Regions from separate parts of the Mus musculus genome. Here regions 2, 3, 4, 5, 6 and 7 are each linked to region 1. Evidence: chromatin contacts called from public ChIA-PET, Hi-C, HiChIP or PLAC-seq and promoter capture Hi-C data. All regions are on one chromosome and are shown on one strand. The core of a region is the stretch at or near the end of the contact, and the rest is flanking DNA. Distances in the headings are between cores, read along the strand shown. Region 1 holds the start of Sdk1 (sidekick cell adhesion molecule 1). Region 2 overlaps Sdk1 (sidekick cell adhesion molecule 1). Region 3 overlaps Sdk1 (sidekick cell adhesion molecule 1). Region 4 overlaps Card11 (caspase recruitment domain family, member 11). Region 5 overlaps Sdk1 (sidekick cell adhesion molecule 1). Region 6 overlaps Card11 (caspase recruitment domain family, member 11). Region 7 overlaps Sdk1 (sidekick cell adhesion molecule 1).

Region 1 (4,393 bases), core at 694-3,193:
CGATTGCAACGCGGATTAGAAACACACCGCATTAACCCCTTAACTGCCTCCAGACCTAGCGACCCGCAGTCCTGGCCAGGTGATTCAGAGAGTAGGGAGCCCTAAATGCTCGCCAAGTTCCAAGCACTGCGCCGAGGAGCACCCACAACCCCGAGGTGACTCCATGCCACAACCACAAAGTCTACCTCAGGGAATCCACCCCAGGTGGCGCGCACCCCAAGAGTCCACCCCAAAGATGCTCATTCAATACAGCACTCATCTATAGAATCCATCCAAAGTGTGAGCACCCAGGGATCCGCTCAGGGTTGTCTACTCCAATACTATCTATCCATCCCCAATGTACACCCCAAAGATATCTATCCCTAGCCCACTCAAAGCTGAATATACCCCCACAGGAGTGTCAACCTTAAAATCCACCATGTGTATTCATATAATCTAGGAAATGATCACTCAGTCTATCCCAGGAGTGTGAATTCTAAAATTTCATGCTCCCAAGGCCTAGCCCAGATGTGTCCATCTCTAAAGTCCACCCCAGGGATGTTCAATCCTAATACAGTCTATCCCAGGTGATGCCCACTCCAAGACTCCAGTGTGCACCTCCACAGCCCAGCCAAGGGGTATGCATCCATAGTTCACCCCAGAGGTGTCACCCCAAGACTGTGTAACTCTCTATAGCTCAGCCCTGAGGTATCTACCTGCAAAGTCACCTCAGTGATGTCCACCCCTAATATAGTTCACCCCAAAGGTGTCACCCCAAGACTTTGCAGCCCTGAAACTCAGTCCAAAGGTATCCACTCATAACATAGCCCATCCCAGATGGTGCCCACAAAGTATACCACAGGGTGTCACCCCTCAAGCTCAGCTCATAGGTGTCCACTTGCAAAGTCACCTCAGAGATGTCCAGTCATAATGCATACCAAGTGGTGCCCACAAAATTCACCCAAAGGTGTCACCCAAGATTGTGTACCCCTAAACCTCAGCCCAGAAGTATATTACTTGCAAAGTCACCTCAGGGGTTTCCACTCATATAGTACATCCCAAAGGTGTGACCCTAAGACTACACAGCCCTGAAACTCAGCCCAGATATACCCACTCACAACATAGTCTATCCCAGGTAGCACCCACAAAGTACACTGCGGGTTGTCACCCCAAGATTGTGCACCCCTGAAGCCCAGCCCATAGGTGTCCACTTGCAAAGTCACCTCAGAGATGTCCACTCATAATACAGACCAGGTGGAGCCCACAAAGTCCACCCCTGGGGTGTCACCTCTGGCGGCGCGCGCTTCAGGAGTCCACCCCGGGACTGCGCACCCCTAAAGCCCACCCCGGGAGGCACCCACAAAGTCCACCTCGGGGGTGTCTCGGCGGTCAGGCCCGCACCTACCTTGCGCCAGCGCCCGCAGCAAGTGCAGCTGGAGCAACAGCAGCGCCCACCACCCGCGGCCCGGCCTCAACTTTGCCGCCCGCCGGCCCGCGCCCGGCCCGGGGGTCCTGGGCGCTGCGCGCAGCCCTGGGCACTCGGGGTCGCAGTGGTGACCGGTCCGGCTCCTCCGCGGCCGCCCGGGCCCCGCTCGCTCAGGGGGCGCCGCGACTCCGCCGCCCGCCACCGAGGGCCGGGCGCGGGCCATGCCGCGGAGCCGCCACCCCCGGGCGCCGCGGGACGGGCAGGGCGGGCGGGAGCGCGCAGACCCGCTGAGGCAGCGGCGAGCGCCGAGGGGCGGCGTCCGGGCTCCGATGAGCAGCGAGCCGGGTCGAGGAGAAGTTGTCAGCGAGCGAGGAAATGCCCAGCACGTCGCCCCCGCTCCTCGCAGCCGCACAGCGCCGGCCCCGCAGCGCTCTGTGAGGGGAGCTGAGCAGAACGCCTCTGCCGCCGCCTCTGCCGCCGCCGCCCCCGCCCGGCGCTGAGGAGAAAGTGCGCCCGCCCGCGCGCCGGCTCTCGCCTCGGCCGCCGCGACCGCCGCGCCCCATTCACAGCCCGGCCGCACGCGCCGCCCGCGCCCGCCACCCGCATCTGATTGGCCGAGCCCGGCGGCTCTCGCGCCTGGGACCCGCCCCCACGGCGCTCGCTTGTTTTCAAACTCGCCGCGCCCGCCCGCTTGCAATTTCGTGCCCGGGCCCAGAGCGACTTCCCGCGCCCGCTGCGCCCCCTAGGGACCCGCGGCGGGGATTGCAGCCGGCGCGCCGTCTCGGCACGCGCTTCCCCGGCGGGCTTGTCTGCGGGGCGTGCTCAGGCGGGGCGGTGCCTGCTCCCTTGCCGGGAGACCCCAGGGGCTGAGCTGCACGTCCCGCGGGTGGGACGACACCAGGTGTGGCGGCCCCCTGGCACCGCAGTCCCTACTGAGCCCGAGGGACTAGGGATCGGAGGGCCAGTGGGCACGCCCCTCCATGCGTCCCGGGAGCCTTCCTGCTTCCAGCCAGGGACTCTGATGCTGGGGTGGTTCCGAGCCAAGTTGCTGTCATTGCAAAGGAGAAAGGCGCGCGATCGAGTTTTCAATTCCCAGCAATCAGAAGCACCGTGGGGCGCAAAGACGCAACCTATTCTGAGGAGTGGACATGGCTTTGGAAGAAGTGTCCAAGGTCATGCGTGGCCAGCAGGACCACAGTACAGGGTACTTCCCGCTGTGCGTGGGAGGATTTGGAGGAAGGACCTGCAGCGTCAAGGATCGGACATCCCAGGGCCTGGGGAGTCTGCAGGGGTGGAGAGGTCGGGATGGGCGCGGACCCTCAGCAGCATGTGGTAACCATTAGCTGAGTTTATAGGGTGAACTAAGCACGCTGGAGCCTAGAGGCTGGGACTTTTGTGAGAGGGAAACTGGAGAGAGAGGCGGGTAACAGTCCAGTCTTGCGTTTTTAGGAGTTATCGGAGAGCTTGTGATGGAGTTTGAGTGAGGTCATATATGACTAGAAGGCCAAAGAGACAGCGAGTGTGCCCTGCCAGGGGCTGGCTCCCTAGGAAGTGTGTTGTGTCAGCTTACAAGTACTTGTGATTGATGATTGTCCCTGCTAACAAAAAGCCCCAGGCAAGGGGCTGAGACTCGTGAGTTAGCGCTAATTCCTGTTTGCAGAGTCCCTGTACTGAGCTGCCTCTTGACACATCTGCCTGTGTTAACAGTTAAGGAAAAGTGGGGAAACTGACGCCCAGATAAAATTGGTGGGTTATGAGCTCTATCTGAAGACCCAGTCTCTGCCTTTTGCCCTTTCCTACACATGCTATGAAAAAGCAAAGGAATAAAAACTGCATCTAAAATATTCACTGTTCTCTGGGGCGGGGGAGGGGGGGTGCGGGGGGAGGCAGGGCTTCTAAATGGGCAATGGTTGCTAGGTAAAAGAAGTGTCCCCTCAGCGATGGCACCCCGAGAACAAGTGGATTCTGGCAGGAGTGGAGGAAGGTGGTATTTGTAAATTTCTGTTGCCAACTATGTGGATTTCTACAAGCTTACAGGCTTATGTAAATGCCAAGAGAACGATAAATGAGCAATGTCTGCTGTGCTAGGGGGTGGGGCACGACGCGGGGACACTGGACTCTGGGAGGGTCCAGGCAGCATCACCTCCCCCACCAAACTGCTGTCACTGGTGTTTACAAACGTGAAGTGACCTCTAAGGTCAAGGGTGCAAATCTTGCCCTCTCCTCCTTTAAGCACCCCTGCCTTGCTCAGAGATGGAGGGTGGAGTGGGGGCAGGGGCAGGGCGAGGTTGAGTATGTACCTGCGAAGCAGTTTTATCTGACCTGGTGGGCTAGCGCTGCTCTTCCAAGTTGTGAAATTTGGGCAAACTGCTGATTAAGTTTCTGGAAAAAAAGTTGGGACTAACTCCCATCTCACAAGTCTGTTGCAAGAAAATGACCTAATCCGCACTCAGTAAGAGCTCATCGCTCTCCCTGGCCTTCTCCCTTCCCCTGGTCCCCTGTGGCAGTGCTTGTCAAGAAACACCCTTGCTCCACCAGTTTCCTGTAGCTCAGCTTTCCCTATTACCTATAATATCTATCTTTATACCCTTATGACAAGGGCACCAATGGGACTTAAGCAGCTTCTTGACTTCTGCATACTCCAGAAATGTCCACAGCTTTTTTTTTTCCTGTGATTTAGCTTGCAGTTAGCAGAAAGCTTCATGCAAACTTGCTTGCAAATGAGAAAAGGAAGTCAGGGTATGGTCGGTTTATGGGAGATCAAGATAGAAGGCATTGCTGCTACAGAGAAGGTCTGGGGACCCCTCAGGGAAATGTTCTATTCCAGTATCATCCTGGGAAAGTAAGGCTCTATTACAGCCTCCATCCTATAGTGGAAGAAATGAAGCCAGAAGGGTTTAATACAAGCAAACCAGCTGTGCTGAAGTCAGAGCAAGAATCTGGCTCTCCAGAGTCCTCCTCTAAGTCTTTTCCCTGCCAGCCTGTATG
Region 2 (4,393 bases), core at 774-3,273, 460 kb before region 1:
CTTTAAAGAGAAATGCAGAGCACAGGAAGGACTTTGTACCTCTCTCCAAGTAGGAAACAAGAGAAAGACCGAAGCCCAGGGAGAGGTTAATGGCAGCTGGGGCCATCAGGAGGAGGTGCCAGCGCCGGCTCACAGTGGCAGCCCATCTCAGTAATAGGGCTGGTAGCCTTTTCTGGGTTCTCTGTAGGTAAAGTGAGGTCAGGAGGAAGCCTTCTCCAGGGGACCATGGTGTGTTGTCAGTGGCCAAGTACAGGGCAGAGAACTCGCCCCACATTTTCTTTCTCTCAATTGTTTTCAGCTGAAATCCATCTACTTACTGAGTGGGACACTCCCATATTCCTTCTTTTATGTCACAGATGCTGAAAGAGAAACATCGTACGCCAAGGAAGGAGGACTCAGGCAGAGTAGTCAGGGCTGAACCCTAGTCCAGCTCAGCTCTCAGCATCTGACTCAGGCTGCTAACAGGAGGAATTACCCTTTCCCTGGGCTCCATGATATCCAATACCCTTTTCTAGATTCACCAGCACCGATACTCACATGAGCATACTCCCCTGTCCCCGGACACATGCACAGATGCATAATTTAAAATAAATAAATAAATAAATAAATAAATAAATAAATAAATAAATAAAGGAAACCCTCAGAGATGCTTAGTTGTAAAGTATTTGCTTTGCCAACACAATGACTGGAGTCTGATATTCGAGTACTTTTATAAGTCTGCCAGTTACTCTTGTTAGCACTGGGGAGGTGGACTCAGGCTGGCCCTGGGGCCTTATCTAATTGGTCAATGAGAGAACCTGGATGACAACCTGAAGTTGTCCTCTGGCTTCCACATCTGTGCAAACACAATGAATGCTATCACACACACACACACACACACACACACACACACACACACACACACAGAGTGTCAATAGTATAGCTAAGAGAAGTAGATGTTAGTATTGATTCTCTCTCTCCCTCCCTTCCTCCCTCCCTCCCTCCCTCCCTCCCTCCCTCCCCCTTCTTTCCCCCTCTGTCTTTCCAGAAGTCAATCATTATTTTTCTTTGTTTTGTTTTGTTTTGTTTTTACAATACAGGCCAAGTGCTCCGAATCTGATAATTCTGATTCAAAGATGTTTAAACACCTGAAAAAAAAATTCAAACACCAAGATGACAATCAAAAGGTTTCAGATCTTAAAGCATTTTGGAGTTTTAGATTTTCTGGGTAGGGAGGCTCAGCCCTTAAGATCGATATGGACACTGCAAAAGCTAGACCACTCTGATGTCCAAAATGCATCCATCTCTCAGCATTCCAGATGAGGGGTCATCCATTCGCTGAAAAATTAAAGGGGAGCCCAGGAGGGCACCCATCCCAGGCCTTCATAGTCCTCTTTGGTGAGCCAGTGAAGGGACTGGAAAAGAAAAGGCCAGACTCTTAGCTTGAAAGCTTTATGTAATTTACATAAATCTGCATGTTGAGTTCAAAAAGCACAGATCTGCAATATTCAAGTTAATTAGGACAAACTTATTTAATATGAATCCAATATTCAAGAATAACATAGATAAAATACAGAGCCATTTAAATAAACCGATTGTTTTAATCATTTCTTGATTAGGATAGCTAAAATAAGCTTTGCAGACATATGGCAGTGCCAGCGGGGTGCTGGTTCCCACACTGTGACTGCAGGGAGCAGAGTGAAGGCAGGGAACAGCCCCAGAGCTGGGTTGACAGGGCTGATGATAGCAGGCCTGTGCTTCAGCGCCAGCAAGGGAGACAGCCAAGGGCTTCCTGAAGTGCTGGCTGCACTTGAGCCTCAGGCTGGTGCCTCAAATACTCCAGCCATTAGATCCTGGGTACACTTGAGCCTCAGGCTGGTGCCTCAAATACTCCAGCCATTAGATCCTGGGTAGGTGGTGGGGAGAAGCCTAGCCAGTCCTTAACCTTCCTCTTAGCACATAATGCAACTGGAGTTCAGGGCTGCTTCTTTCTTGTCCCTTGTAGAGGAACTGAACCTTTAGATCTTCACTTTGTTCAGAGAGTCAGCCATCTGACAGGATGATGGGTTGGCATCTAAAATATCTACCTACATCTTGTCATCAGTGATGGGTTCTGTACTGGCTGGTTTTATGTGTCAACTTGACACAGCTGGAGTTATCACAGAGAAAGGAGCTTCAGTTGAGGAAATGCCTCCATGAGATACAACTGTAAGGCATTTTCTCAATTAGTGATCAAGGGGGAAAGACCCCTTGTGGGTGGGACCATCTCAGGGCTGGTAGTCTTGGGTTCTATAAGAGAGCAGGCTGAGCAAGCCAGGGGAAGCAAGCCAGTAAAGAACATCCCTCCATGGCTCTGCATCAGCTCCTGCTTCCTGACCTGCTTTAGTTCTAGTCCTGACTTCCTTGGTGATGAACAGCAGTATGGAAGTGTAAGCCGAATAAACCCTTTCCTCCCCAACTTGCTTCTTGGTCATGATGTTTGTGCAGGAATAGAAACCCTGACTAAGACAGGTTCTATGAAGGAGGGGAGGGCAGGCAGTCAACCACCTCAGAGCTGTTCATCCCCTCAGGAGGTCAGCGGGTTTCTGAGACTTGTAGTGTCTGTGCACCTGCTGCCAGCCCTGGTCCTCTTCGTTCCGTCTGCATGTCAGGCATGCACACAGTGCCTGAATCCAGTTAGTGCCTGCTCTTGTCAACCTTGTACTCCTCCAGGGCACCTGGTCTGGGAGGGGTTAACTCAGAGCAAGCCAACAGTGTGTATGTGCTGGTAACATATGTGTGTCGATTCCTTCCTATAATATGGGGCATATGTGTATCTTTATATTTACAATATGAAAGTGCCTCTAGCCATCCCTCCTGTCTCCTATCATTAAGAAGGATGCAGCCAGTGTGAGTAGGTGTTCAGGTGACAGTTTCAGAGGGAGGTGACGCTGGACCCTTCACTCCATCCATTCCTAAGGTAGACCCAGGCTTATCCACCACAGATCACAAGCCTACAAGCCTCCTCCTGTACAAAGTGACCCTTTACCTGCCCACCTGATTGCACTGTTAAAGTCTCTTCAAAGAAAGGGGCTAGAAAAGGTGGGGTCATGCCTTCTAAGAATGAGCGCCCCATGCCATCACTGAGAACTCCAGAAAAAGTCAACATTTTCAAAAGTCTGGAAATTAATCAAAATCTTACACCAATCTGAGTACTCACTGCTCATTCAAGACAGACAGGAATTCTACTAAAACAGCAGGTCACAGGTGGTTTTACTGGCCCCATTCCATAGCTCCTTTCTTGGTATAAAACTACCTATTTTTAAAAAAAAAAAATTCTTAAAACCACGGAGGCTGTGAAAGCCAACAGGCCGAAAGCCACTGCCGAGGCCAGGAAGGAATTGCTACTCTCTGACCTGTTGAGAGGCTCTCTGGGAAAGTTCCACTCTCTGGGTTTGCCTTTATTTGACCCAAATCAGAGCTTACTTAGTGCAAAAAGGTTCAGCCTCTAGGGAGTTTGTTGCAAACAATCAGTGACAATTGTTCAACACCATAGCTTCCCACAGAGCCGTACTGGTCAGAGCTAACAAGTGTCTTCCCATGACGTCTGAAAAGGAAGCCATTCTTGGCAAGAGTAGGGAAGAGACAGTTTGTAAAACCCCTGACATCCCTGGGCTGTTTAGAACAGCACATGCATGTGCAGGCTGTGAATACACATAGAAAAAGACCTAAAACAGCCCTGATGCTTCCCCTCTGGTGACCTGTCGTGTCTCTGGACAAGCAAGAGGGAGAGTTAGGGCTAGGAAGGTGGTTAATGTATTTGCTGTGCAAATGTGAAGACCTAAATGCAATCTCCAACACTCACATAAAAGGCCGGTGTCTTAGTTAAGGTTTTACTGCTGTGAACAGACACCATGGCCAAGGCAAATCTTAGAAGGACATTTTAAATTGGGGCTGGCTCACAGGTTCAGAAGTCAGTCCATTATCATCAAGGCAGAAGCATGGCAGCATCCAGGCAGGCATGGTGCAGGAAGAGCTGAGAATTCTACATCTTCATCTGAAGGCTGCTAGGAAAAGACTAGGTTCCAGGCAGCTAGGATAAGGATCTTAAAGCCCACACCCATGATGACACTTCCTCCAATAAGGGCCACACCCACTCTAACAAGGCCACACCTCCTAATAGTGCCACTCCTTGGGCCAAGCATATTCAAACCACCACAGCTGGGCACTACTGTGGCACCTCTGCAAACCTGGCACTGGGAGGAAAAGATAATAGGGGATCCCTGAGGCTCATCCATCTGCAGTCACCTGAACTGGGGAGATTCCATCCCAGGAAAATAGAGGAAGACAACTATGCTTACCCCTGGCCTGCACGCACATACTTGTGCACACATGTGCATGTGCATAATACACCTCTCCTACAACACACACAGAA
Region 3 (4,393 bases), core at 958-3,457, 380 kb before region 1:
CAAGAGGCAGGCTGGGTGAGAGCAATACAACCACCCCAGGTGTGACTGCACACAAGCCCAGAACTAGAGAGGATGGAAACAGGAGGACCTAGCAAAGAAACCAATCAACCAAACAAACAAGCAAGAGAACAAAACAGAGACTGACAAAGCAGGACATCCAGCACACATGTATGCATGTCTCTGCATACATCACAGCACACATATACCACACTACATCAAAACAAAATGACCAAGTCCCCTGCCTTGGCTGTACCCACTGTGGATACCTGTTGCTCTCTGAAGCATTCACAATAAAGGGCCCCAAAGTCATCTCAACTTGCTATCCTCACTGCATCGTTACATATGTACTTTAAATGATTATCCATTTTCTAGCTTAGAGACAATATTAAAGGTAAGACAGACATTTCTGATGGCATACTTCCTTCAAGTTCAGTATTCATCCTCACACTTGGTCTTAAGTCTTTGGGCAACGTCATGTCTTTAAGACATCCCCCCTGCCCCTTACCTGTGAAGGCTGCTTGTCACTCCACAGAGCTATCGCATCACAGAGTCAGTTGGCCCCTGGAAGTGTTAGCCCTTGTCTCCTCTGTTACCGTGAGCAGTTTGCTTCTCATAGTGGCTCTATTCCAAATAGGGCTGCTTGTAAGACCTCTGGCTCTGAAGCTCGGCAGCTAACCCAGGCTATGCCCAGGCTGACTCGCATGGCTCCCTCTTGAAGCTTATTTGACATTTTGACTCTGAAGGGCATTCGTTCCGGGAATGATCACTGTGGCGATCTCTCCCAAGGTCACCCTCACTCTCTGTTCCCTCTGGAATTTCCTACACATTGACTGAGCACCCCCACCTTTCTATCTCATACAAGCTCCCTTACACAGTTTCCATAGTTGTATCTCTGCACTTAATCTGAGTGTTTGCCTCAGATTTACCAGAACAATCATCTCTCTCAGCTTAGCTGCATAGAGGCTACTTTTCCACTCCTTCGGTTGACTTTTAAAATAAATGAAAACATTTTGCACTGCAAGGAGTTTGGCTTTTTTTTTTTAATTAGCACATGAAGGGGTGTTCAACATCACTCACCACTGAGGGAGACGAAAATTAAAAGCTCAGTGAGGAGAGAAAAACCACCAATGAGACACCATCAGACATTTCTCAGAATGGACAAAGTAAACCTAAAACGGAAGCAACACTGTACACCAGCAGATTAAGTAAGTCTGCATGTGCTGTGGTGTCAGAGGGGGAGCAGCGAAAGTAACTGTGCACACACCACTGGTGTCAATATGAAATGGAACAGTCAGGCTGCGAGAGAGGCTGCTGTCACCTTAACAACAAAACCAAAAACGGAACACGCAACTAGCTCTGGGGTGTCTGCTCCAGAAAAAGTGAGTCTCCCATTCACAGAAAACCTCATGCAAGAGTGCTCACAGTGGCTGTACTCATAATGGCCCCAATCCGGATACAACCCAGATATCTATCGACAGAGTGTCAATCATACAGAAGCTGGTGTATTCACACAACACTCACACACTACAATAGCAACCCAACCATTCACACCGTGACAATACCATGAAGCAGAAAAATCTCAGCACCTATGGAAAAAAGCTGGGCAAGGCCACAGGAACAACTGTAACCACCTCAGTGCTGGTGGGGGTGGAGGCAGGAAGATTGCTGCAGCTTTGCTAGCTGTCAGCCTAGCTCCATGCTCAGTGCGAGATGCTGGAAATAAGGGAATAAGCAGAGAGTGATAGGATTCACAGCATCCTCCTTGGCTGCTACCCATGTATCCTCACACATGTGCACATACATCAGATACACATATACCATATAAAGGCACATGAACAAAAAGTGGTTAAAATACTAAATTTCATGTTATATAGATTTTGCCACATTCATTTTTTTTCAAAACAAAGGAGTGTTCCTCTTCTAAGGACTTTATATTGGATACATAATGAAATTATTACTTATTTTCAGATTCTGGGGTCTGTAGGATTTCCGTGGGGGTCTCCTCTCTACCTCTGCCTGTTCCTTCCTCATAACTGGCATTTTCGCAAACACATCAAGCTACTCCCTGCATCCGAGCATCCATCCTTTGGGTCTGTGCATGGCTGGTGCTCCTCAGCTGCAGACATCATCCTGAGAGCCAGCACAGCACAGAGTGGGGGACTCTGCGATCCAACAGTGCCAGCGTTGCCTGGCTGTTGGCCTCTGCCCGCCTTCCTTCTCACCAGTAAATTTGGGATAATCGCAGTCCTCACTCACTGGCCGCTGTGAGGATTAAATGACTCATTATAAATAAAACACTTAAAACACTGCCTGGCAACTCCAAAATTGCTAATTATTATTATTATTAAATGTCATATTGAGACTATCATAGAAATTAGGTTGAATGAATGAAGCCAGACACAAAGGATTTCATATTCAATGATTCCATTTATATGAAAGTCTAGAATAAGAAACAATCAGCAGTCTATGGTAATTAGATTAGTTGGGAAGGGGAGCTAGAGGAGAAGGCACGAGGCGCTTGCTCCACTTGAACAGGGGAGAATAAATCGGTGGGCACAGTTGCAAAAATTCACCCACCCATGGGCTGAAAATCTATGTACTTTATATTAGCCAAATTATAACTCAAAAGTGTCTGACATTTATTTGAATAAGTGTGTGTGTGTGTGTGTGTGTGTGTGTGTGTACACAAATGGATGTACATTCATGCATGCATGGTGTGTGTGGACCAACAGACAATTTTTGTTGTGTTTGGTGTAGTTCCTCAAGAGCTGTCTACCTTGCTCTTTGGGTCAGGGTTTCTCACTGGCCTGGAGTTCTCCAAGCAGGCTAGGCTGACCAGTCAGTGACCTCCAGGAGTCTTCCAGTCTCTACCTTCACAGCACAGGGATACAAGCCTTGTTTTTATTTTATGTTTTTAAGGTGCATTCTGGGAATTGAACCCTGGTCCTCATGTTTGCAAAGCAAGCACATAATCAACTGAGGGAATCTCCCCAAATATTAATACTCAATTCCAAGGAGCCCTCTCCCTGGACCAGAGCTCCATTGTCCCTCCTTGGTCAGGGCACCCTTAGCATCCCTTCCTACATGCTGCTCCCACGTGAGAACATTGCCCGCCTTACTAATGGCAGCACGTTTGATGCCTTGCTCTCCTCTTGGCGCTGACCTACCAGACTGGTGCTCAGCATTGGGCAGGTATTCAGTATCTAAGAACTCAGGGAAGGGAAGAGCAGAGCTAAGAGGGAGAGGGGGACAAAGAGAAGGAGAAAGACAGGAGGGAGGTGCAGAGAGAGGCAGTGGGTGTGGCCGTGGGCTCCAGTCTTCCTATCAACACCGCCAAATATAAGCACAGAAAATGGACTTATAAACACTTCCCTTGTACTCTCCTAAGTTTTAAGAACAAGAACCAGTGGGGTAAAGTGGAGAAAAGTAAGTTGCTCAAGACTAGAACCTGGGCTGGCGCCCCCATATTCTAGCCAGCTTGACTCATGCTAAGTAAGGCTCACTTCACAAGTATAGATATGTTCTATAAACAGTCACAAAATGCCCATAAAACATAATATAAAAATTTTTAAAGCACATTATTTTGAAAGCTCGGTTAACTATAAAAATATTATTACAACCAGATCTACTTCATGCGAGCACTGAGTTGTGGCTCCCAACACAAGTGCTAATTTCAACAGATCTTTCTTGGAGCAGCGGAAATGAAATGGTAATAAGTTAATGGATGCCTGAGTATTTAAGCGTGGACAATTATGAGCCCGGCTGTTTGTATGTCACCTGGGATGCTGTTTATTGCCCATACTTCACAGTCCGGATCGTTACTGGCAAGCCGTCTATCGAAAAGCCGGCTGGAGTTTTGAAATATTCAATCTACAAACTTCACATTTCCAGGAGAACATGTGTGGGGATGCCTGTGCTCACACATTCCTGTCAGGTAGACTACAGGATGCAATCTGAGCACAGAAACCCGCAATTAAGCAAAAGAATGGTGCTGTACACACCAAGTTTTTGCATCCTAATCTGATAACTGCCGGCATGAATTACCTCCCGGGGGTAGGAGAAAAGCTGCATGCCGTCCAGATTCACATTTCAAAGCCTGAGAAATAAAAGGAGGGGAAGAAAATAGATCTAAGCCAGGATAACACGGAGGACTTTCTGTTTTCGACTTAGACTACATTAATAAGACAAAGCTGTCTTCAACTCTGACATGAGAAGACAGCAAATTAACTGTTTGGATTCAGTAAATCAAAAGAATAAATTTGCCTGTTTTTTTTTAATATCTTCTCAGATACATAAAACCCATAATCATCTATTCAAATTTCCCAGTGTAGCTTATCCTCCGTGCTTTCAGAACATCATCTGCCTTTCCGAGCTGGTTTTCTATGTCAACAGT
Region 4 (4,393 bases), core at 1,024-3,523, 350 kb after region 1:
GCTGGAGATCCAAACTCAAGCTCTCATGCTTGCACAGCGAGTATTAGCTACTTTATTTACTAAGCCAGCTCCCAACTCCTGAACTGAGCTCATCAGTAAAGGGACTTTTGAACTTCCTCACCCAAGATTTTGGCTGGCAGTGCCCAGATGTGTGAGCTACAAGTTCAGCCACAAACTCCTGGCTCTCCAAAGCTTACCATCTTCAAGGTTCTTCTCTCAGCCTCACATCTACTCTAGGAGTGGCAACTGTCTAGGGAAGGTTTGCAAGACAAACAAAGCTCCCGCTATATGGCAAGTGCTGGAAGGTTCCAGAATGTGCTCCGCAGTCTGGAAACTCAGATCGGGGTCACAGGAAGAAGATGGAAAGTGCCCAGGGACACCCCCAGGAAGCAATTGAAACAAAATTGGGACATTCACTTAAACTGAGTCTGGAAACTGGATGAATTTAAGTCCATAGACTTACAAAGAGAGGAGCAGAAAGTGTGGGGTGGATCTGGGAAGTTTGGGGTACAAAAAAAGAGTATTAAAAGTGAGACCCCGGACAGACAGGAGTCACAAAACCCAGAGGTCCATTCTGACTGCCTCAGCTCCAGTCTACTATAGTGACTTTAGGGAGGGTAGGGAAGAATAGTACAGACCTGAAGTCTGACACCTGGTTGAGCTCCCTTGCAGCTATGTTAGGTGTCTCAGTGACATTCTTTATCCAAATGTGATGTGCAAAGATCCTGGGGCCTGTGACATACAGATTAAACACCCAAAAGGAAACAGAAGGATGCTAACCAACTAAGAGCTGTGCTTTTCGTCACTGTTAACGAAGCCTGGCAGGCTGCCTACTGTGAGGATCTAGTGGTGGAAGTATAACGCAAGGCTTCCCTCACAGAGCATACATAATGGGCACCGGAGTCTACACGGCTGTGCACACACAGACAGGTCCTGGCACCTTGGAGGACAGGAGCCTTGTAGGTGGCAGGTCGGTCACACAAAAGTTGAGAGCCCCTGAAGAGCAAGAGACAACATGGGGGGCTTTGCTAAGGAAGTGACGAGCTTGTCCCTCTTTTGGCTGTGCTCTGCCGTCAGCCCACCTTGTCGAGCAGGGAAAGGTTTGATGATGGGGAAGATGGGCATGCGTTTTCCCTACCTACCCAATGCTTCTTCATTGGGTGGAGGTGGGAATGGGGGGGGGACCCCCTCCATGAGTCCTCAAAGACAGGTGACATGGTTTAGTCTTGACTGGAGCCGCCCTTAACCGGCCTGGCTTGGGGCAGGATATGCTATCCTGAAGAACAGAAAAATAGCGCCACCTGCACGCGAAGGAGAAGCAGGGACTTTACTAATGTTGCTTCCTGGGTTTCCACAGGGGACAGAACAGTCCCCTGCCCACCCATGTCAGGAGAACCCCAAGTAGAGGTTTTAACTCCCCTCCCCCTCCCGCTCCCCCCTCCCTTTTCTCTCTCCTCTGTTTTCTGGGCCCGCGGCTCTGATGAGGACAGTCAAGGGGCACGAAGAGGATTTCACAGACGGCAGCCCCAGTTCCTCCCGCTCGCTGCCTGTCACCAGCTCTTTCTCCAAGATGGTGAGCTGCCGTAATTTCCACTCCACTTACACACCTTCAGAGTCCCCGGGCTGAGCCTGGGGCCTCGCTGATGTTTATTTAAAGAAGTTTTCCTTTCCCCAGCCCAGCAATGTATTCACACCTTCCTGCTGCCTCCATTCCCAATTTAACACTTGGTGGGAGGAGGAGGCGGGCCTCCTAAGGGCCGGTGGGAAACAGGACCAACTCTGCAACTTCACAGCCCTATGCAACCCCGGCCATTGTCCTGGGAGGCTTTGGGCAAGGCAGGGGTTGATGGAGCAGCAGGAGAGGGCGTACCCCCACTCCTGTACAGAGCTAGGTAGGGTCCCAGCCTTCTGTTACATCCAGCTATCTATTTGTAACCCACAGAAGGCACAAGATTAGAAATTCTAAGCCTGAGGGGTGCCCTGGGAAAAATGTCAGCTCAGCTTCTCAAATCAGACCCTGAGGGAGGTAGAAATTTGGTAATGAATGTACAACAACGGTCTGGTACCAGCTCCCGTGCCAAATCCAAGGTCCTGTTCCATCCACCGTCCCACCTCTCCCCTACCCCTCTGCAAAGCACCCCTCTCCACACCCACCCTTTCCAAGGCAGAGCCCGCAGCTGTGAGGCACAGAACCCAGTCTGTGCAGGGTCATGAGGCCTCGGCTCTGCCTCCCCAGCTCAGCGGTTTCCGTCTGCTTCTCCCGGCGAGCAGCTGTGGAAGCAGCTGTGTGCCAAGCTCCTCTGACTGCCCTGGGCTGAGCCCAGCCTCCTCCAGCCAAGGTCATACTGAGGACCAGCTTGCTCAGCCCATGCTTCCCAGGGAAGGGTGGGAACATCCCAAGTTAAATTTAGTTCCCGTGTATATAATATTTATGCCCGCCGAGGCATCGCAGATAAATATCCGGTAACACAGCTGTGCCGCATTCACAGCAACCCCATCGGAGCCGCAGCAGCATCATGTCAATCACGGCAGAGCCCCCGGGAAATGACTCCATAGTCAGACGCTGTAAGGAAGATGCGCCACACCGGAGGTGAGTGAGTGGCAGCTGGAGGCCTTGGCTAGGTGACTGACCCTGTCTCCATACCATATTGGTATGAACTCCTTAAACCTCTCAACAACGTTAGAAAGAAAGGCGAGGGAGGGCCCACTCCACATGGGGAAGTTGAGGCTTGGAGTTGGGGAACCACCCTCTTCATAAGCCTGGTCCACACTGACCTGTGGAGAATACCGGCTCGGTCCCCCAGGGGGCGCACCCTTCTGAACAGCTTAGACCCATGTTCAGGGACCTTACAGAAGTCTCACAGACCCACCTACACCACTGTGGCCAGCCAAGGGCTAATCCCACCAACTCCTGCCTAGAGGGCGCTCTGCGGCCTCAGAGTCATCTGAACATGCGTAGGGAGCAAATGTGTGTGGTGTGAAAAGCAGTCTTCTTGGCTCTCTGGGAAATTTATACCCCAGGCTGGCCTCTCACGGGCGATCTCCCTGCTTCTGCCTCTCGAGTACTGCGATTATTGGTCAGTACCCACCATGTCTAGCTCCACCTGCGCCACGCCCTCAAACACACACACTCCCTGCTCCTTTTGCCTCCTCCTCGGCTGAGATGCGGTCTCTACAGGCCACCAGGGCAGCCTTCCTACTTCCTTACTTCCTCTTCCTCACCTACTCCTCGCTTCATCCCACCCTCCTCATTCCCCCATCCCCTCCCATGATGGCCTCTTAGAACCAAGGCCCGAAGGAAAGCCAAAACATTCTAGAAGTTTCCCCTACCTTGTTCTCCTGAAGCACACATTCACGCCAGTGTCGTCTCACCGCCCCCCCTCCCCCCGGGCTTGTTTCTTACAGCACGGTGGAAGAAGACAACGATAGCTGTGGGTTTGATGCCTTAGACCTTGACGGTATGTATGTATCTGCCAGGCCCGAAGGAACCCCGGAGGGCAGGGTCTGCCCCAAAAGGACTCAGAAGGAAAGCATGGGAGGAAGTCTGATCGTAGACTCGAGCCAGAGACTAAGCTGGCTCTGTGGTTTATAGGCAGAGCCAGCCACTCAACTGAAGAATAAGCAAAGCCATGGATCTAAAATAATAATTATAAGACTCGGAATGTGGCTCATCCGTAAAGTGATTTCCCCCAATGACCCCACTCCTGTGAGAGGCTGGGGTGTGGCTCAGTGGTAGAGCCCCTGCCTAGACTCCCCCAGTGAGGGGTTGGGGTGTGGCTCAGTGGGCTTGATGGCACACTCCTGTGATCCTAGCACTTGGGGGGGGGGCAGGGGTGTATGTGAAGTTCAAGATCATCTTCCACTATTTAGAGAATTAGAGGCCATCCTGGGCTACATGAAATTGGAGGTGGAGATCAGGACTAAATTTAGGACATGGTTCTCAAATAACCACATTGGGGACACTGACACACTCTCAGTCATACGCAGGCTGTATGGAAAGCCAGAAATGAGGGCCCAGACTTCAGAGATACAGAATACATGTATGGTCCCAATGACCTGCCCCTCCCAGTCAGGGATCCCTACTCGGTCCCAGTCCCACCATCCCTGTTGACAGAGACTGTGGTGTCAGTGCCATGAACCCAAGGCATATGGCGGGCTGGATCACTGAGAGGGAGGAGAACCTGGAGATGGGCCCAGGCCCCGGGTGTCACCAGACCCCTATCCTGCTGGAAGGTTAGGCTCAGCATCCTGCAGACACACCCTGCCAGCACACACATAGACATTCCAGTTCTCCCCAGCCCCGTCTGTGCCCCTGACTAGCAGAGGCCACCAGCAGATAAGATGGAAAGATTAGCGATCCTCCATAATCGGGGACCATCACTAGCTATCAAGT
Region 5 (4,393 bases), core at 969-3,468, 340 kb before region 1:
CCCTAAGCTACACATCTACACGAAATGCGTGGACCAGTTAGGTACAAACAAAACTTGTAGGTGAGGTTGTCACTAAAAGTAGCAAATTTGTCCCATTAAAGTGCTTCGAGGATTCCTATCCATGCGTGTGTTTCACCAGACGGCGCCCGTTCTCTAGCAAGCAGAGTGGTGGACTCCAAGGTGAAAAGGCCTTCCGGAACAAGCCCCCTTCTAACCACACACCTCGCCTCTCACCCTCAGGGCACGGGGACTTGACCCAGCACCACCCTTGTGTCACCAGGTCCTACAAGGCCAGGGGTTCAGCTATAACCTCGCAATCTTATTTTCAAGCCATCAATTACTTATATTCGCTGCTGTAGGTGGTAAGCTCACTGTCGTTCCGTATCCACTTGAATTCCAGAGGCCAGCTCCCTTCAGCCAGGCAGGTGAGCACCAGGCGGTTCCCTTCCAGGTGGATCTGTGGCAGGCCCGGCTCCGTTTTGAAATACGGTGCAACGTCATCTGAGATATTGAAAGAAAACAGAAAGAACAAAGAACCTTTAATGACGCTGAGATGAAAATAACCCAATCCAACCAATAAATCCATCTAAACAATTAATCAATTACATGAACTGGTCTAATTTTCAACAGCAGACATGAAGGCTATGTAGCCCAGTGAAGTAGCAAATAATTCCTGATACACCAGGAAAAAGCAACAGCCTATGAGAGTCTCCAAAATACCGAAAGGTCCAGAAAGCACCAGATATGTTCACGTGGGTCCTTCCTATTTAGAACTAATACCAGACTATTAAAGGGATACACCAGAATGTTCTGGATCATGCAAGACACTGATTTCATTGTTTTGCTTGTTTGTTGTGACAAGGTTTCCTGTGTAACAGCCCTGGATGTCCTGGAACTCACTCTGTAGACTGCGCTGCCCTCAGACTCACAGAGACCTACCTGCCTCTACCCTCTGAGTGCTGGGATTAAAGGTGTATGACACCACCTCCTGGCCCCATTGTCTTTATTTTTATGTTTTTATTTTGTTATTTTCACGTGTGAGGGTGTGCATGCATGAAGGTATATGAGGTACATATTAGATGTCTTCTTTGATCATTCTTGGTAGGTATCAGATGCCTTCCTCAGTGGCTAACCACCTTATTCATTGAGGCATGGTAGCTTCCATGAATGCAGAATTGAGTGACTCTGCTAAGCAAATACCTTCTCTCCATGGAGACCTTCTGTCTCCATCTACTGTGTGCTGGGACTAAAGGCAGGCGTCACTACTGCCTAGAGTTTATGTAGGGCCTAAGGAGCTGAACTCAAGTTTTCACATCTGTGTGGTGAGCACTTTATCCACTGAACCATTTCCCTACCCCCAGCCACTAATGAAAAACCTGCTTTCAAAGTAAAGTTCAAGTTTATAAAAGCCATACTTCTTCATATAACTTGTAGATTGCTTTGTTTTAGGAAGGGACTATATTAAACAAAGGAATGACAAGCTCACAATCTAGTGTTCATTTCACACACGCACTCAGGGGAGACAGAGGGAAGCTTTAGGGAAGACCAAAGTCTACTGATGTGATGAGCATGCTCACTTGTGACAATTCAGAGGATTATTCATATAACTTACAGATTTTGCACAGATGCACTAACACTTTTTAAAACATGGATACAGCACATTTGGTGACTAGCTCAAGTGCCATCACTAATTAGATCTATGACCTTGATCAGAACACACAGGTTTGTTTCCACATCAATAAAATGAACGGAAAGGGACTTGTGACTCTTCTGCTAAGATCTCACAAGGCCCACTGCACAGCGGACATCTACACACACTTCCACGGGGCAGAGCAGAGCGCTCTCCTACCACAGGCTCTTTACTCTGTGCCTTCCTACACTCTTGGCGGAATACTTATCCTCATCCAGGCTGTCCTGGTAGGTGGTTGTGGTGGTTGTGGTTGTTGTTGCTATTGTTAATTTGACAGAGCTAGAGTTATCTGGTAAGAGGAGCGTCAGCTGAGAAAGCACCTCTATCAGATTGAATGTATGTAAGCCTGTGTGGCATTTTCTTGATTAACAACTGATGTGGGAAGGCCCAGCTCAATGGAGGTGGTACCGTCTCCAGGCAGGTGGTCCTGGATTGTATAGGAAAGCAGACTGAGAAAGCCAGGAGGGGCAAGCCACCGAGCGAGCAGTCTTCCTCTACGGCCTCTACTTTAGTTTCTGCCTCCAGGTTCCCTCCTGCATTGAGTACCTGCCCTGCCATCCCCTGACAATGGACTATGGTCAGAACCAGTAGGCTGAGTAAAACCTTTCTTCCCCAAGTTGCTTTTGGTCATGGCGTTTTATCACAGCAGTAGAAACCATACCTAAGACACAGGTTAACTCCCAGAACCCCTCCTGCTGACCTGTCTTACAAACTAGATATTTGTAGTGGATAGCCCTGGGTCTAATTATATTTGATGGTAATTCCATTCTCCCGTGAGTGGATGTGAACAAGGAATGAGTCAGCACTCAGGTGATTTCCGGTAAACCTGCTTCCCACCTTAATTTGTAAAATAAAGGAGAGCTGACGATTGGGCAGATAAAAGGGAAGGTGGAGCAGAAGGTGGGGGAGAGAGGAAGGAGAAAATGGAAGAGGGAGAGGAAGCAGAGGAAGAGGAAGAAGAAGAAGAAAAGTGGAGCAGAAGCACATGGACTGGGGAAACAGCAAGTTCTAGGGGTCTCATAATGGGTAGTAGATGATACATAATGGTACATAGATGGTAGTGTAGCAGTAGATCTGCCCAAGCTGGGTGCACAGCATGTATTCATATTAACTGTGTCCTGTTTTCTTTGCTGGGGCATATTTGGGTTGGAGATATATCGCAACATATATTCATTTTACTCACATCAGAGTGAAATGAAAGCGTTTACAGGTTACATCTTGTAATTTCTCCTGTCTTACTAAAAGGATGCAGAACAAAGTAGATGTTGAATAAAATACATCAGCCGACTAAGCACAACACGGACAGCACGTTATGGTGGAAGAGATGGAAAGGAACAGTAAGGAGAGGTTAGTGAGGAACTGGTCATGGCAGTGAGAGACAGGGGACTTATAGAGGAATTGATGGGTTTCCGGCCTGCATGCTTTACAATAAACACGCACTGAGTGAATTGGAGATATAGTTCAGCAACGCTGTGTCTGTCTATAGACATAACTGGAGATGTGGCTCAGTAGTACAGTGCTTGTCTATAATTCCCTAGTGAAGGGCAAATCCTATAGTAAAAGGGTTAGGGATGGCTCAGTGGTGGAGCCGCTGCCCAGAATCCCCCAGTGAGGGGCTGGGGGTATGGCTCAGTGGTAGAGCCCCTGCCTAGAATCCTCCAGTGAGGGGCTAGGGGTGTGGCTCAGTGGTAGAGCCCCTGCCTAGAATCCCCCAGTGAGAGGCTGGGGCGTGACTCAGTGGCAGAGTGCTTTCCTCACACGCACCAGTTCTGTCTTCAATCCCTATAACCACAAATAAACAAACACACAAATATGCGTTTATCCTATGGGATAGACCCTGCAATCAGCATTGGGAATAGGAAGAGACTAAGACGTTGTCACTTTCCCTTCAGTGGGTCTGATCTGGATCTCATGCGGGACTATAAACAGCCAACAGTAAGGTGCTGTAATGACATATGCCACTCAGTGTCAGCAGGAGCCACTAATCCAGGTCCTATTGGGAGAGTCCCACATGCTTTCGCTCTGAGCCGCTTTTTAACTGAATCCTCAGGTCCTGATTGTCAACTGTGTGTCCAATTTCCCTTTCTGCTATGTACTTCAGCCCAAATCGTCCACTCCTATGACCCAAACAGTGTAATAAAGCCGAATTGCAATAGATATAACTCTGTGCCTTGGGGTTCACTGAGCCGCAGGCTTTATTAATGGCCTGCCATTTGCTCTCTCTTTAACAATAGAAAAAGAAATGCCACTTCATAGGGTTCCAGTGTCCTACACGCATGCCTCATAAAAAATACATCTTTTTGAAAGAAAAAAGCTTTAAGATACAAGCTCAAGAATGTGAATTTGTGACTACACCTGACAGAGCATCATCAATTTAAAATATTATACGATGGTTTGGAATTTAAATGACACCACAGTTCGATTCTTCATAGAATGCACGGGTAGCCATACACACCTCCACTATGAACAAATTACTATGCTGGATGCTGAGATCAAGTAAGAAAATCCTTCATAAGGAATAGCTTTATATACTTGGCAAGCAAATATCTTATGATCCAAATGGCCATAGAATGGTAGTTAGCCTAGAGGCTGGCCATTCATTTCAACAAGAAGGGAAAACATATATTGTCAAAGCCCTGGAATTTTAATTGTCTACATTAAAATTACCACCACAAATATTTTAGCTCAGCCTGCATGGAGATT
Region 6 (4,393 bases), core at 1,105-3,604, 290 kb after region 1:
CAAATGAGGTTATATTCTATGTGGGCATTAATTTAGGAAAAGACACCATCCAATGTCTGTTACTTTTCTCTTCACTATCACCAAACTACCTGCAAAGGAGAAACATAGTAGGGAAGGTTTATTTAGGCTTACAGTTTGATGGGATACAGTGCATCATGGCAAGGAAGACAGGGTGAAGAAGACACGGTAGCAGGGATGAAGGGGCTGATCTTTGCAGACAGTCAGAAATGAAGAGGGAATGGGGTGAGGCTTTAAAATCTCAAAGCCCAGCCTCAGTGGCTCACTTTCTCCAGCAAAGCTTTACTTCCTAAAGGCTCCACAATAGCGCCACCACCTGGGGATAAAGTACAAAAACATACAGTCCTGTGGGGGACATTTCACATTCAACTCACAACCCCCAAATGAGAGGTCTGTATGGAGGGAAAGGTTGAGAGCAAGTGGGAAGTGAGGCCCTACAGGATCAAGATCCCCGTGTTACCACCCATTCAGGGAAGGCCTGAGTTTCCAGAACCTGACACTCCAAGCAACAAAGATGCTCTAAAGTTAGCCAACATCCATTCTGTGATTGACATGCCCACTGGAAATGACACCGGTTTACTTGAAGACTCACGTAAGAGTTTTCCAGTCCAACAGTAACCCCAAATGCCCACTGGCAGGAGAACCAATGAGTAACCTGAGCAAGCCACTGCTTGGTAACAGAGAGGAGCAACCTACGATGCCTACCCAGTGAGTGCTAGGATGTGGTAGGGATCATACTGGGGCTCTGTGTTCACTAACAGCAAAGTCAAGAGACAAGAACAGACTACCTCATGTACCTGCAGACAGATGCTTTTTTTCTGGAATGCCAGGCCCCCGTTACCTCCCAGGTGGAGCTCTTGATCTCCTGGGTGAGGATCTGGCATGGCAGCAGGAGCCAGTTGCACAGGGGGGTGCCATCAAGGATGCTGGGGAAGAGAGGCTCCTGGGCACCCCTTCTGCCACCCATGGCTCCTGCACCCTGGCTCTCTGCGCTCTGCACCCCAGGTCTCTGTGCGCTGGTCTGAGCCTTGTTCTTACCCAGGAGCTCAAATCACCCACAGACTCCACGTAGGCAATCTTAAGCAGCTGGTGTTTGGGGGTTTACTGTGTTTTTCTTCCTTTTTATTACTTTTTAAAACCATGTGTGCAATGTGTATGTAGCACATGTGTGTGTGTGCATGTTAATTTCTACATGCACACTGGTATGTAAGCAAGTGTGTGCGGTGTGTGGGTGTCAAGAGCTGAGGCTAATGTCAAGCATCTCCATAGATCATTCCTACTCTGTGTTCTTTTTTCTTTTGGTGTGTGTGTGTGGCTGTGTGGCTGTGATGTGTGTGTATGATGTATATCTGTGTGTGTTGATATTCGATGCAATGTGTGTGTATGTCTATGTTTCTGTGATGTGTGTTATGATATGTGTTTCTGTGCTGTGTATATAATGTGTATGTGATATGTAATGGGATGTGTGTGTCTGTGATGTGTGTGTATGATGTGTGTGTGTGTTATGTGTGTGTCTGATATGTGTGTGTATGATGTGTGAGTATGATGTGTGTGTCTTGATGTGTGTGTATGATGTGTGTGTATGATATGTGTGTATGATGTGTGTGTGATGTATATGTCTGTATGTCTGTAATTGTATGTGTATGATGTATCTGTCTGTAATGTGTGTGTATGATGTGTGATCTGTGTCTGTGAAGTGTCTATGATGTGTGTATGATGTGTGTATGATGTGTGTGTCTGTGATGTGTGTTATGATGTGTGTGTGTGTGTGTGTGTGTGTGTGTGTGTGTGTGTGTGTGTGTGTGTATCTGTTGCATAATGTATGTGGACTTGTGTCACAGTCCTCCTGTGGAGGTCCGAGGACCACTCGGTGTTCTCTCCTTCCATGTGTGTTGGTGCTAGTGATCAAACTCAGGTCCTCTGGCTTGTGTGCCCAGCATCTTTACTTGCTAAGCCCTCTCCCCAGCCCTCTGCTGACCTTGGAGGTCACTGGTTAGCTGGGCTGTCTAGCCAGTGAAGTATGAGGATGTGTCCCGCCCCCAGCCCCACCCTCAGCTCCAGCACTAGGATTATAAGCGCCTGCCTGCCAAGTGCCTGGCTTAGTTTTGTCTCTTTCTGTTGTGGGGACAGATTCTCATACTATAGCCCAGGCTAGCCTCACGCTTGCCATCCTCATGCCTTAGCTTCTTAGCAGCTAGGATGACAATGTGTACCACCACATCCGTCTTCAGGTTCTGCTCAGAATAAAGCAAAAGGAGAAGTGTGCAGCCCACCACCGCCTCCCTCTGCACCTGCTAAAAATAGTTGTAGCCTCCTCAGAGTGCGGCACCCATGTGGGCTTCCGGGGGAGGCTGTGGCAGCCTGCCAGCGTCAGCACTTTCCGGGTGCCTTGCTCCCCACAGCAGAGGACAGGGAATTTGAGAGACTCCTGGACAGATGCCCCTGCCAAGCCCAGGATACGGCTGGTGTAGAAGCCCATGAGTACACCTCCCACAATCCCTCTGTGGCCTGCATAAGCAGAGCTGCCGAAGCTGTCTGTGTCCCGGGCCTGCTGGTGTGAATACTCTCCACACCTGGTCCTTCTGCTCTTGTCTGTGTGGGTGTGCTCGGGGCCTTCAAACATGTCCCTTCACGCTTTTTACCTTGGTGCTTGGGATGAAGCCTAGGGTCTTTTATGTGTCCAGGCAAGCTGTCTACCACTGAGCTACACACATCCCTAGCCCTAAGGCTTTTATGATAGGGACTCTGTGTGGCCCAAGATGACCAGAAATCCTCCTGCCTCTTCCTGCCCCAGTATTGGGATGACAGGCATCCCTTACTTTGTCATCTCCTAAACTGGATGTGTATTCTGGGCTGCAAGGGACCCTACATCACACTAGGCTGGGCTTGTGCAGAGCCCAGAACTGGCCCATGGAAGGCTCTCCACGAACCCCGAGGTTCCATGGGAGCAATATGTACCTGTTTCTTCTGTTGTCACACGTGGGTTCCTTGTTTCTTCTAACTGAGCACACTGTCACAGTTGAGGAGTGGGGTTAGTGCTTGAAGTGTGTTTTCTGGAAAGCTGGAGATGTTCGCAGCCTTCTCTGGGGGGAGCTAGATGAAGTATGTCATGTCTGCTTTCAGCCTGTGGCCCCGCAGAAAGGCGACCCTCTCTGCTGGGGAAGGATTCTTTCCCGCCACCCCCAGTGCTGTCAGCTGGTTCCCATGGGGTTGCTTATGCGTGTGCACATGAGGAGAGGAGTGGGGTGCTGTCCAGCAAAATGCCCCAGGCTACCCTGGGAAACCTGCACTTGAGAGTCATATCAGGCATGTGCAGGGTGAGCCACTTCTCCCAGAAGCCTTGAACAAACCTGGGGACCCCAAAGATGGCCTCCCCTTAGAAGCCACTGAAGGTCACCAGAATGTTTGACTCTAGACTGGAAGTCTATGAGATGTCTTGGGAAATGCACCTTGAAAAGGCTTGGAAGGGGCAGAGGAGGTGACTGAGAAGGCAAAGCATTTGTCTTTTAAGGATGAGGACCCAACCTCGATCCCAAGATTCGCTTTGAAAAGGAACGTCAGACAAGATGAGAGGCTGAGGCAGGAGGATCCCTGGGACTTAATGACCAAGTAGCATGCTTCCTTGGTGAAATCCAGAACAATAAGAGACCCTGTCTCAAAGGAAGACACCTGCAGTATGTCAGTGACACTGAGGTTATCCTTCAACTTTCACACACAACACACACACACACACATAAACACACAAATACACACATACATACATACATACATACATACATACATACACACATACACACAAACACACATACACACACAAACACACACATACACATACACACAAACACACACATAAACACACAAATACACATACATACATACATATACATACATACATACACACATACACACAAACACACACATACACATAAACACACAAATACACATATACTTAAACACATACACACATAGACACATTACCTGTAAACCTTCACACATGGGTGCACCCACACATGTGCGTGCCACACTTATGCATAAAAGAAAAAGTGAGAGAGACTTTAGAAGCCCCATGAGCTGTTTGTTCAGAGACAAGCGACCACACACAGCTGGCTCTTATAGGATTAAATTCATTTCAATGGGTTGAGAATTAAACTCCTTAAGTGTAGTCCCAGAACTTGGGAGGTTGAAACAGGAAGATCATGCGTTAGAGACCGTCTGCGTGACTTGTGAGTTCCAGGCCAGCCTAGATAGAGAGGAAGGCCTCAAACAGAACGTGGGGAAGTTGGAGGCTGGGGAGTGGCTCGGGCAGTTAAAGTCAAGCCAGGGGGTCAGAGTTCAGATCCAGGACCCATGGATAGGCTAGTGGGTGTGTCAACCT
Region 7 (4,393 bases), core at 1,394-3,893, 280 kb before region 1:
AACAGTCTAGTGTTTTGGTTCTGGGGTCTCTTGCGTGTGTTCTCTCTTTCCTTCGGTCATAGACATCATTTGCAGCGGTGCCTCCTCTCCTGTAGTTCATTGCTCATTCCTGTCATACTGGAGTGCTTTCTCCCAATATGTTTCCACACGATCATTGTCCTTGACATCATGTTTTATATCTCTGAGGTTAACCTTAAACTCCTCACACTCTGCCTCTACCACCCAGTCACTGGGTTACAGGAGTGTATCCGCACAGCTTGTTGATCTGGTCCTGGGGATGGAACCCAAGTCTTCATGCACACTAGGCAAGCATTCTATCAACTGAGCCACACCCCATCCCTCTACATAGTCTTCAGGAGGAGAACTTTATAAGGTCTGTGCAGCTAGGGAACCTGGATGCCAACGCACCCCAGCTTGAATGACAGCTCACCTGCAAACAGGTGAGAACTCTCATGCTCATTTACATCTTAGCACCTGCTCTCAGAAAGCTTTCTCCTAGACGCTCAGTGCCCTTGGCTGCCCTCCTCAGGCTGCAAGTGTCCTCTTCTCTGCTCACAGAAGCTCCAGCTACCTGTTCTGGCCCAGGGTCTCCAGAGGCTTCCCTTAGTTCCTGGCTCCCACATCTGGTGTCTAGCTTTTTCACACTTGCCCCAAAGCTAATGTGAGTTCGCTAGTCACCTTCTTGGCTAGGATTGAACTTTGGCACCTGCTTTTAGATTTAGGGATGATATGTCTGAGCATTTCCCATGATGAGCAGAAACGAGGGTGCTTTTTTAAAGGTAGGGGGTCAAAGTGGGTTAGCAGGTTATTTCTGGCAACTACAAAGTACATTCTGAATGGTGGGAGATGGAGTGTGATCCCACTTGGAGTAACTTTTAACAAAAGTGTTGCACAGATTCCCAAACAGCTCAGCTCATCTTACAGGTGAGTGCTGGTTCTCAGAGGCAGGCACCCAATGGACATATGTTCTGTCCTAGCTGAAGCACAGTCACAAACCTCCAGGCTGGCGCAGCACAGATCTGAGATGTTCACTGTGGATAAACTCACAACTGAGTGTGTTAATCTAGTCTACTTTATTTTAATGAGAAAGTGAAGGAAGTGTGAATTTAAAAAGAAAACATTGAAAGGAATATAAAATATTCATAACTTACAACCCTCTAAATAATCCATGACCAGAGAGACTTACTCAGCTTGCTTGTTGGAGACACTATGTAGTGGAGGGGAAACACAGACCTTTTGTAGTGTGGCATCTGATAGTACCTCCTGAAGCTTAGGGAAGCAAATGTGAGAGCCAAGTAGAACCCACACAGGAACAAAGTAAGACAAGTCACTGGATCCAAATGTGGGGACCCAGGCTCGTTTCAGAAATGAATGACTGAGTACTTTTTAATGCATGATAGCGATTACCACTTAGAAAACTAAATACCAAACACCCTGGTTAGCATTAATCGCCATAAAATTTGTCCTGCAACATTCCCACCATTGGCCATGCTTACTATGGTAACAGGCTAACACATCTGCACCATGGAGGAGTGAGAGACTCTGGGATAGAAAGAATCCTATCTCCACAAGTCTCCTTCCTGAGCTACATGGCAGACAGACATTCAGGGGAGTAGAATTTCTAACACAGAGTTGGTGGACAATCCTAAAGCCTAGAATTAGACATAAAGATGAGGGTGAGGGCAGGGGGAGTCAAGAGAGTGTGGTGCACAGAAAAGAGATGACACTAGTAGAAAGCAGTGGGGATGGAGATAAATAAAGATCCCTGAATGTTTATTTTGCATGCTAGGAACCCTCTCGCTGTACTTACAGATACAACAATGGCTAGGGGTGGGGGAGCCATGTTCCATATGTAAATAAAACATGTTAGGTGAGTGCGAAGAAAAGAAGCAAACTAGGAAAGAGGCTGCTCTGGAGCAGGGGCTAGCGAATGGAAGCTCAGCAAGAATGAATGGGACTTGGGATGAACATCCATGGGGGAACCCCGGGAACTGGCCACTATCTGAGGGAAGAAAACCCTATCCTAAAAGAAAGAAAGAAATGCCACCCCCTGAAGCACAGCCACTCAGGAAGGTGAGACCAGCTGTAAGGAGGTCACACGGGGTGGAGAAGAAGAGCAGTGTGTGGAGCATGCATGCTTCCAGGGACCGTGCCTGATGCAAGAACACCATTTTAAATCTGATCGATGCATACAACCAGCCAAGCTGTAGAAGCAGTGGGCAAACGTGACAGGATTCAGGACACTCCTCCAGACACAAATGAAAGTTTTTCCAAATAAACTGGATGTGAAGTATAACAAGAAAAAGTAGGCAAGGAAGACTCAGGAACTATGTTTCCCTGGCCCCCACCCCCAGCCTGGGAAAACAGCAAAGGCAGAGATGTTTTTAAAGAAAAAAAAAAAGAAAAAAAGCTAAGGTGAATTCAAGCATGTTGCTAGGTAGTAAGGCGCATGCTCAGAGGATGCTGGCCCTGATCCAGTCTCCATGAACGGAAAAGAGAAAAAGACAAAAGGGAGGAAAAAGAAAGGGAAGAAGAAGAAGGAGGAAGGAAGGTGAGAAGAGGGAGGGAGGGACAGAGAAGAGAGGTGTCGGGGGAGTGTACACTTGGATGGCAGCCACGTATAGACTGTGCTTCCACAGAAAGTAATTAGTTGGACACTTGTGTTTCTCAGAAGCAAAACAAGGCCCCCCAGGGATCTGCTAGCTGGAGGCCTTCCGCACATTCTGAAGAAGCATATTATGTTATGATGAATACCATTTAAAACAATTTTTGTGATAAAACAAACATTCCTAATATGAAGGCGAAGTCAGCCTCTGAATGAGTATCTGAAGATAAAACGGCAGACTTCAAAGCCAGGCAGTGGCAGGCTACTGTGCAAGTCCTCCCTAGTCTCCCGGGGCTGTCCATTTCTCTCTTCTGCCGATACCAGTCGTCCCCAGGTCTTCCAAGTTCTGAGAGCTCAGGACTTTTAAAGTTCTTTCTACATCAATCACCGAGAGACATTTATTGAGTGTAGAACGGTGTGCCCAGAGCTGGGGAGAGAGGGGTTAACAAAACATAACCCTGACCCTGTGAGATCTCTCACTGCTTGCTCATACTAAGTTCACTTGCTCTTGGTTTTGTTTGGGTGTTTCTTTCAAAAGAAGAAGAAGAAAAAAAGCAGCATCGGCTTCATTTGTAATGAGAAGTTCAAATGTTTATGATTGGAAACTCTTTAGGAATTCCAAGCAGATGTGCAGTGAGCTGAGCAGACACTGAAGAGCTCTAGCCAGGTAAAGCAAGTGCAGGACTCTAAAGGATGGAGTGGGAAGGAGTCGGGATAAATGAACACGTCTGGGCATGGATGGGGCTGAACTTCTAAGTGTCCTGGCACTAAATCAAAACTTAAAAGGAAGAGGAAAAAGCATGAAAATTCTTGGACCTTAAAGGTCTTTTTCCTGGAGATGGACATAAGCCCACTCCCTGAGGATCTTCAGAGACAACCATGATGGATAACAGTGGACAAAGCTCACAGCTAACTATTTTACAGAGACTGTGGCTTTGTTCACACAGAAGCTTCCTGTGGTGGTGAGCTATAAAGCCAGACAGCATTTCGGCAAGCTACTCAATTCTAAAATCCTTGTGAGGGTTGCTTGTCTACACCGGGGTTGTGTTTCAGGTGTACATATTGCTTTTACAATAATAAAAATATTTGTCATAGTTAGGCTTACCATCTGAGTTACAAACGACTCAGAGAAAAGTGCTTTCAACAGGAGCGCGCTCACTTTCGATTTTCCTTCTGCTACCATGCTTTAAGTTGTAAAGAATAAATTCCGTAAACAACTGGAAAATTTTAAAACATTCAGTTTATGTCTTTGAATGGCCATTGTCAAAAGGCTTCTGTCAAACTTACTGATGTGACCTTGAATAGGATAGGGAAAAATGAATGACTTTGGAGTGAAGTACATTTTTATTTAGAAAGATACATATTTATAGCATGCAAAAGTTACTGTTTATTTTAATGTTTCTTCTCAAGTATTGTTTCTCTGGAGTCCCTTTTGTTTGTTGGTTGCTTGAGACAATAACACTTTGTAGCCATGGCTGCCCTTGAACTCACAAAGTAGCCAAGAATGGTCTCAAACTCCCAGCAACCTCCTGTTTCTACCTTCTGAGTACTGGGATTGCAGGCAGGAGACATTAGGCCCAGTTTGAATAAATTTTGATAATTTCTAGTAGAGTGGATTATCATAACGAAGGGTCAAATTCTATTGAAATCAAAAGCTATCAAAAGGATCACTTTAAACATCATGATTACATTATGATGAATGTGGGAATGATTACAAACAGCCCAGAACAGTTGCTGGTCATGCATGGTACATAAATGCCCCAGTCCTTCCCCTGATGCATCCTTGCT

The links. Promoter capture Hi-C pulls out the DNA fragments that hold promoters and counts their contacts. A called contact is a pair of places that touch in the nucleus more often than the background predicts. ChIA-PET counts read pairs in DNA pulled down with a chosen protein or histone mark. HiChIP or PLAC-seq counts read pairs in DNA pulled down with a chosen protein or histone mark.
Region 2: a promoter capture Hi-C map of hippocampal neurons shows a contact between it and region 1, with 6 times the contacts expected there. The contact joins the enhancer-like site here to the promoter of Sdk1 in region 1. A contact is called at or near these places in 6 of 39 promoter capture datasets (embryonic stem cells, frontonasal cranial neural crest, hippocampal neurons and 2 more), 7 of 484 Hi-C or Micro-C datasets (the HL-1 cell line, cerebellar granule neurons, cerebellum and 1 more), 7 of 115 datasets of contacts at active chromatin or transcription factors (craniofacial prominence, embryonic basal ganglia, embryonic forebrain and 4 more) and 2 of 9 other capture datasets (adipose tissue and embryonic stem cells).
Region 3: a contact with region 1 is called in an H3K27ac HiChIP or PLAC-seq map of VIP interneurons, with 5 times the contacts expected there. The contact joins the enhancer-like site here to the promoter of Sdk1 in region 1. A contact is called at or near these places in 9 of 39 promoter capture datasets (cranial neural crest, embryonic stem cells, frontonasal cranial neural crest and 5 more), 3 of 484 Hi-C or Micro-C datasets (cerebral cortex, cortical neurons and lens fibers) and 9 of 115 datasets of contacts at active chromatin or transcription factors (VIP interneurons, embryonic basal ganglia, embryonic forebrain and 6 more).
Region 4: a Hi-C map of cerebral cortex shows a contact between it and region 1, with 5 times the contacts expected there. The contact joins the enhancer-like site here to the promoter of Sdk1 in region 1. A contact is called at or near these places in 5 of 39 promoter capture datasets (cranial neural crest, hippocampal neurons, liver and 2 more), 1 of 484 Hi-C or Micro-C datasets (cerebral cortex), 3 of 115 datasets of contacts at active chromatin or transcription factors (bone marrow-derived macrophages, embryonic hindbrain and embryonic stem cells) and 1 of 9 other capture datasets (macrophages).
Region 5: a contact with region 1 is called in an H3K27ac HiChIP or PLAC-seq map of embryonic stem cells, with 7 times the contacts expected there. The contact joins the enhancer-like site here to the promoter of Sdk1 in region 1. A contact is called at or near these places in 11 of 39 promoter capture datasets (cranial neural crest, embryonic stem cells, frontonasal cranial neural crest and 5 more), 6 of 484 Hi-C or Micro-C datasets (the HL-1 cell line, embryonic stem cells, neurons and 2 more), 8 of 115 datasets of contacts at active chromatin or transcription factors (embryonic forebrain, embryonic hindbrain, embryonic midbrain and 4 more) and 3 of 9 other capture datasets (adipose tissue, embryonic stem cells and pancreatic islet).
Region 6: a contact with region 1 is called in an RNA polymerase II ChIA-PET map of memory CD8 T cells, with 7 read pairs. The contact joins the enhancer-like site here to the promoter of Sdk1 in region 1. A contact is called at or near these places in 3 of 39 promoter capture datasets (the HPC-7 cell line, pre-B cells and trophoblast stem cells), 1 of 484 Hi-C or Micro-C datasets (CD4 T cells) and 3 of 115 datasets of contacts at active chromatin or transcription factors (embryonic forebrain, large pre-B cells and memory CD8 T cells).
Region 7: a contact with region 1 is called in a Hi-C map of olfactory sensory neurons, with 3 times the contacts expected there. The contact joins the enhancer-like site here to the promoter of Sdk1 in region 1. A contact is called at or near these places in 11 of 39 promoter capture datasets (cranial neural crest, embryonic stem cells, epiblast stem cells and 5 more), 3 of 484 Hi-C or Micro-C datasets (embryonic fibroblasts, olfactory sensory neurons and uterus), 8 of 115 datasets of contacts at active chromatin or transcription factors (craniofacial prominence, embryonic basal ganglia, embryonic forebrain and 4 more) and 2 of 9 other capture datasets (embryonic stem cells and pancreatic islet).

What each region holds. Positions count from the first base shown.
Region 1 is chr5:141,239,084-141,243,476 of GRCm38.p6, reverse strand. It overlaps Sdk1 (sidekick cell adhesion molecule 1), which reads right to left and starts at 1,943. Exons shown (of 45, transcript NM_177879.5): 1 at 1,385-1,943. The coding sequence starts at 1,628.
Region 2 is chr5:141,695,916-141,700,308 of GRCm38.p6, reverse strand. The region is part of intron 4 of Sdk1 (sidekick cell adhesion molecule 1); the gene reads right to left. Among named protein-coding and RNA genes, the nearest start is that of Gm24131, 130 kb to the right of the region's middle. Within about 2 kb of position 2,023, at least 14 of the 459 cell types and tissues checked have an H3K27ac peak or open chromatin away from gene starts, as enhancers often do. A contact at or near this core is called in cerebellar granule neurons, cerebellum and hippocampal neurons, where this site is marked.
Region 3 is chr5:141,617,890-141,622,282 of GRCm38.p6, reverse strand. The region is part of intron 4 of Sdk1 (sidekick cell adhesion molecule 1); the gene reads right to left. Among named protein-coding and RNA genes, the nearest start is that of Gm24131, 54 kb to the right of the region's middle. Within about 2 kb of position 2,207, at least 1 of the 459 cell types and tissues checked has an H3K27ac peak or open chromatin away from gene starts, as enhancers often do. A contact at or near this core is called in VIP interneurons, where this site is marked.
Region 4 is chr5:140,888,166-140,892,558 of GRCm38.p6, reverse strand. Card11 (caspase recruitment domain family, member 11) reads left to right here. Exons shown (of 25, transcript NM_175362.2): 12 at 1,491-1,573; 13 at 2,490-2,590; 14 at 3,406-3,458. Among named protein-coding and RNA genes, the nearest start is that of Gm52831, 37 kb to the right of the region's middle. Within about 2 kb of position 2,273, at least 60 of the 459 cell types and tissues checked have an H3K27ac peak or open chromatin away from gene starts, as enhancers often do. A contact at or near this core is called in cerebral cortex, where this site is marked.
Region 5 is chr5:141,578,401-141,582,793 of GRCm38.p6, reverse strand. It overlaps Sdk1 (sidekick cell adhesion molecule 1), which reads right to left. Exons shown (of 45, transcript NM_177879.5): 2 at 342-501. Among named protein-coding and RNA genes, the nearest start is that of Gm24131, 14 kb to the right of the region's middle. Within about 2 kb of position 2,218, at least 3 of the 459 cell types and tissues checked have an H3K27ac peak or open chromatin away from gene starts, as enhancers often do. A contact at or near this core is called in embryonic stem cells, where this site is marked.
Region 6 is chr5:140,946,187-140,950,579 of GRCm38.p6, reverse strand. The region is part of intron 1 of Card11 (caspase recruitment domain family, member 11); the gene reads left to right. Among named protein-coding and RNA genes, the nearest start is that of Card11, 52 kb to the left of the region's middle. Within about 2 kb of position 2,354, at least 90 of the 459 cell types and tissues checked have an H3K27ac peak or open chromatin away from gene starts, as enhancers often do. A contact at or near this core is called in memory CD8 T cells, where this site is marked.
Region 7 is chr5:141,523,596-141,527,988 of GRCm38.p6, reverse strand. All of the region lies in intron 1 of Sdk1 (sidekick cell adhesion molecule 1), which reads right to left. Among named protein-coding and RNA genes, the nearest start is that of Gm24131, 40 kb to the left of the region's middle. Within about 2 kb of position 2,643, at least 11 of the 459 cell types and tissues checked have an H3K27ac peak or open chromatin away from gene starts, as enhancers often do. A contact at or near this core is called in olfactory sensory neurons, where this site is marked.